Regions from separate parts of the Zea mays genome. Here region 1 is linked to region 2. The links are chromatin contacts, called in public Hi-C maps. All regions are on one chromosome and are shown on one strand. Each heading gives the region's core, a stretch centred on a gene start, on an enhancer-like site or on the middle of the called end of the contact. The rest is flanking DNA. Distances are from core to core; before and after follow the strand shown. Region 1 has its middle 43 kb from the start of LOC100191898. Region 2 holds the start of LOC100284595 (protein alx).

Region 1 (2,700 bases), core at 115-2,614, 320 kb after region 2:
TGTGATATACCTATTCATTTCTATTTATTCTAATCACCGGTTAAGATAAATTAGACAATAAAACTTGCTCCAATACCACTTGTAGGATTGTAAAGTACAATGATAGATAATCACACGGGGGTGAATGTTTGTACAAGCTTAAAAAAATATACCACCTCCTCCTAATTATAAAACCAATTCAATACATTTCTCTAAATTCGGACAGAACACTATATTATTAGTAGAAACGATACTAACCAAAATCCACAATCCTACTACTTGAAATTCCAACAAATCATACTAGACAAAATTACACAACTAACCCAACTAAAATCACATCAATCGACTTTCCGGACCTGGAGATATTATCGAAATAATACTGCTAATACAGACTAAAACTAATCAGGCCCTAAAAACGTAATCAGCCAAGAACCATAATAAGAGATTAATTATCCAAACTTTACAGGTCACAAATTTGATGCCTTAGAAATGATCCAGGTGATTCAAATCAACAGTAACAATTGAGATTCACAAATCAATCTAGAATCAAAACTAAGCATGCAATTAATAAATAGAGAGAGAGAACGAGATTACCACACTAATCTTGTATAAACATCACTTTAATCAACAAAGTTATATATACAAAAGTTACCTCCAAAAGTACCAGATAATTCTCCCTTAAGGGCTAGTTTGGAAATCACATTTTTCTATGGGATTTTCGTTTTTTCAAGGGAAATTAGTTTATTTTCACTTAGGGGGCGTTTGGATCCCTTCATTTTAAAGGAATTGGAATTCACTCAATAAAGTAACTTATTTAGTTTGGAATTTGGCATTCCACCACTTTCTAAAGTTCAGATATAAGCCTATCTCAAATTCATAGGGTGGAGGATAGGAAATGATTTTATGCATGAGTAGAATTTGTTTCTACACAGTAACTTACATGACACTTTTCGTTCCACTCCTCTATAGTAAAAATGTGGCATATAAATATCTAGTACATCTTGCTAATAATAGTATACAAATATATTTTATATAAAAACGAATTAGCTTAATTAATATATGTCTAAATTACTATTATTAGAATGGAATTCAATTCCAGTGTTCCAAACGGGGCGTTAGAAAAATAGAAACCTCTTAGGAAAATAGAGTTTTCAAACTAGCGCTAAAATCTCCAAAAGCTATAGATTAACCTACCTGTTTTGGATCTAATCTATTGTTAATCTCTCTCCGAATCTCGTCTCGAAAACACCGAAATTAGTTTTCCTTGGCTGGCCTGATCAGCCTCTTGGGTCGTGCCGCAACTACCCGCCTTGGGCCTGCGTCGGCTGGGCCTTGCCACCCTTGGCCGCCTTGTGGGCCACCGAAGCCAGCCATGGCCTGCCTTGGGCAGCGCCAGCTAGTTGGGCCTGGGCTGGCCGCTGCTGCCTGGCCACTGCCGTTGCAGCCTGGCCACTGCTGTGCCGACCAGGCATGGCCGGCCAACAGCCTTATCTCTTTTTCCCCCCTTTCTCTCTTTTCTTCATTTTTTTCCTTTTATAAAATTTATTTATGCCTCAACCCACATAATCGCTATATATATATATATATATGCAATGATGCTTAATCTGAAACATCCCGCTCAGCAGTCTTCGATAAAAACACCTTAGGTGCCGTTTGATTCGCGAAATGTAACGTAGATGATAATGGTAACAATTCACACTTAAATATCGGCGGTAACAAATTTAAATAAGGCGGTATCTATTTGTAGTGTGGTATCAATTACGATTTGACTTAAACAAACATGATTTAATGTTATCAATTACCCATTACGTTACCAGTAAGTGAACCAAACAGCACCTTAGTTACTCATTGAACTTAGTCACGTTACCGCGATTCCTCCCGAAATTAGTCACCAAAACTAGTTTCCCTCGTTGCTAGCCAATTTTGCCTCAACCAGCACGACTTGACTTATCATCGATCTTACTTTGATCTCAAGCAAAGCTGACAACTGTTGCTGCTGCTGGTATACGTGGTACTACCTTATCAAACAAACAAACAAACAAGCTAAGCAAGCAAGATCTGTTTGTTGTTGCTGGTACGTGTACGTTACATAATAATTCTGTCATATCTCTCTCTTATCAGCATGGATTCTAGAATTGATTAAGAGTGTATACTGTTTGGTTTAGCTTTTGGCTTTGGATTTTACCCTCTAAAAGCTAAAAACCAAACCAAAGATCTGAATAAAAAAGCAGTTTTTTTTCTAAAAGCCGATTTTCTCGTAGTGTAAAATTGAAAGTACCTCTAGACCTGCTTTTAACAGCTTTTAGATGGAACTGTAAAAATATATATAGAAAAAAATTATTTTCTTTTAGTGATTTTCACCAAACAATTTTAAATTTTTAGCAGTTCACAGTACACAACAGCTTTTTGAGAGCTCACAACAACTTTTTCCATCTGCACAGCCTAACTCGTCATATTAATTTAGTTTCTCCGTATGAAGAAGTGGTATTTTTTTCTAGAGCCTGACCTGAAACAATAAGCCCTGATGAATATACATGCATGCATAAGTAAGCTTGGACAGTTTTACTAAAATATATACTGTATATATAGTGTAACATACCTAGCTAGCTAGATTCTCTTGCAGTGACACGTACAGCTGACAAAAAGCTTCTCAAGTAAAACAAACATGCATGCAGTGCCTTTAATTTGCAGCTCATCATCAAGACAGCAAGATCATCAAGA
Region 2 (2,700 bases), core at 33-2,532:
CTCAGACTAGACCTTTAGCATATGTCATGTGACAGGAACATAATAACAAAAAAAGCAGCAAGCAGCTCAGAATAGCTCAGAACACACAACCTGAAGAATAGCGTGAATGAAGGAACTCTTGATGGAGCTTCTCAGGAGGGTCTCCCCATCCTGGTACTAGTCCGTTCAAGGCCTTCTCGCATTTTGGAGTTCTTTGAGATCCAATGCTTCACACATCTGTATCTGAACAAACAGACTGCAAAAGTCAGCATAATTAATAATAACATACAATGGACTAAAGAAAGACCATGAGGTATACAGAGTCATCCATCGAACCAATTGTTATTATAACAGGGTTGTAGCAACCACACCAAAAGAGTCAAACCAGCATGTATCTCGCTTTCGGCCTTTTCTCACACAATAAACATTAAGCGGATAGTAACAAACCAGGCGAGCACTAGTAGCCTGAGCATTCACTGAGCAATATACCAAAAAACCCAACATAAGCAGCCAGATCAGTACCTCGAGCGAATGGCTCTGCATATGTTGCTTCAGATGCGCCTGCTTCTTGAAGCTCATCCCGCACTGTTCGCACGCACGGCTGATCTCTTTGCGCGGACCAGCATCTCCACCTTCCCAGTAACCCCCCAAAGCATCCACCTCATCCTACACACACCCCATAAGTGTTACCCCTGTAGAACAATACAAAGGAGAACGCGCGCAAATCTGAAGTCTGAACCAAGCGGCGGCGAGCAAGCGAGCAGCACAGCTGGTACCTTGTGGTGCTCAAGCACGTGGGCGCGGAGCAAGCACTTCTTGGACCGGACCACGTCGCAGAACCCGCACTTGTAGCACCTTATATACCTCAGAGGCGGCGCTGTGGTCGCCCCGCCGCCGCTCTCTGTGCCTTCCCCCATCTGAGTCTGACTAACCCCAAAACCACAGCGAAATAAACGAGAAATTGAGACGGGATTCCCAGAATTAGCACCACACGCAACACCAATCGGAGGAAACTGACCTCGAATCGCGGAGGGAGCCGCGGGATCTGCAGGATCGCCCGCCGCCGCCGTGGAGAGAGGTAGCCGCCGCGCAGGAGAGAAACCCTCGACTCGTGAGTCGCCAAGCGTTAGTGGGAGAACAAGCCAAAAACAACCACTGGGAGATGGGCCTGATGAGCATCAGGCCCACCTGGCAAGGGGAGAGCCTTCCCGGGTTCGGGGTCCTAAACGGGTTACGGGTCCCGCTGCGGGTGGCGCACGTGCGCTCCGTTTGGGTGGGGTGGGCTGCCTACCGCTATACGCCTGTACCGCAGCCGGTGTGGCTGACGCTGAAGTGTGCTCCGCTCCGCCTCCGCCCGCGGCCGTACGCTCCCGAGCTCCACCCGTCGCGCCCCGACCGAGATCGTCCCCGGCGATGGCTTCCGCGGTGGCCGCTTCGACCGCTACGCGGTTCCTGCCGCGGCTTCCGGACCCGTGGTGGACGCGTCGTGCGCGAGCGGCGCTCCCGCCGCCGCCGCTCACGTGGCGGCCTCTCCCGTTCACGGTGTCCGCCGCGTCGTCCCGCCCTGGGGAAGCGGAAGGAGGACGGCGCGGGAGGATGCGGAGGCGGCGCGCCAGGAGGGCGGAACAGGAGGAAGGCGTCTCGCTAAGCTCTGGTGAGTACGACGCTCGGCTCCACCCCACCGCCGTCTAGCTTCTTACCGCCCAATTCCTTCCTTCGGCTCCTGCGAGCCAGCCAGCCTTGGGCGCAATAGCTTGGTTGCAACATCAAGCCATGCGCACAATTGTTTGGTTGCAACATCAAGCCATGGGCGCCATAGTTCGGCTGCAACATCAGAAATGCGCAATAACTCAGTGACGCATTTTGAAATCAAGTTCCTCAGAAGGGGACTCCCATGCTATCTGCTGAATTCATTTTTGATGGTTTCGTGAGATTTCTTGTCCCTCTCTGATACCTCGCGTTGGATATGTATGCAGAAAAGGAGACGGTAAATTCTACTCCACGTGCTCAACCCAAAAAGGGTGCAGAACCCGTAGCGGTGTCCAGCACGAGTGGGAAAGGCTCTGCCATTAGAAGGGTGACACTTGTGGTCAGTTTTTTCTATCTATCTACCATTTTGTTGATTCAGCTTAGAGTTACTTCTACACATGGAGCTAATACATTGGGTTTGTTCAGATTCTTGCTGCCGTGCTTTTTGGAGTTAGCATTGCCTTGAAGGACGGGGCCGAGAAGGCATCGGAGTATTTTGCTGGGTGTGTGCTATGCAGATCCCGTTGTATTTAGCATTGGCACTTTTTTACAAAATAGTTATAAGTTTGGCTGCCTTTTCTATTAGAATAGGATTTCTAGGATTACATATGAATAACAGCACATTTGAGAAGGACACAGCAATGCACATTAGCTTTGTTGTTTCGTGCATGTTAGTTTGGTTGCATTGCTGCTACCAATCAGCTCCGTAAAATAATTGAGCAGCACCTTCCATTGATCTTGAGGCCCTCGGGATCCAACACCATCTTCTGGATCACCTTGTCAACTCATGTTCGGAAGAAGAAGTTTGGGATACCATCAAGCAGATGCCCTCTGACAAAGCGCCGGGGCCCGATGGCTTCACGGGAAGATTTTATAAGGTGTGTTGGCCAATCATTAAGAAGGACATCATGGCGGCTGTTGTAGCAATTTGGAGGAAAGACTTTCGGAATTTTCGGGCTCTTAATTCAGCCT

The links. Hi-C and Micro-C count contacts between places; a contact is called where the count stands out from the background.
Region 1: a contact with region 2 is called in a Hi-C map of tassel, with 2.4 times the contacts expected there. The contact joins the enhancer-like site here to the promoter of LOC100284595 in region 2. A contact is called at or near these places in 4 of 25 Hi-C or Micro-C datasets (endosperm, leaf and tassel).

Annotation. Positions count from the first base shown.
Region 1 is chr6:37,409,072-37,411,771 of Zm-B73-REFERENCE-NAM-5.0, forward strand. No RefSeq gene overlaps it. Among protein-coding and RNA genes, the nearest start is that of LOC100191898, 43 kb to the right of the region's middle. Within about 2 kb of position 1,365, at least 17 of the 20 cell types and tissues checked have an H3K27ac peak or open chromatin away from gene starts, as enhancers often do. A contact at or near this core is called in endosperm, leaf and tassel, where this site is marked.
Region 2 is chr6:37,090,496-37,093,195 of Zm-B73-REFERENCE-NAM-5.0, forward strand. LOC100284595 (protein alx) reads left to right here and starts at 1,283. Exons shown (of 13, transcript NM_001157490.2): 1 at 1,283-1,633; 2 at 1,956-2,068; 3 at 2,155-2,231. The coding sequence starts at 1,393. LOC100383605 (Transcription factor IIIA) reads right to left here and starts at 1,129. Exons shown (of 9, transcript NM_001362095.1): 1 at 998-1,129; 2 at 756-906; 3 at 502-645; 4 at 91-222.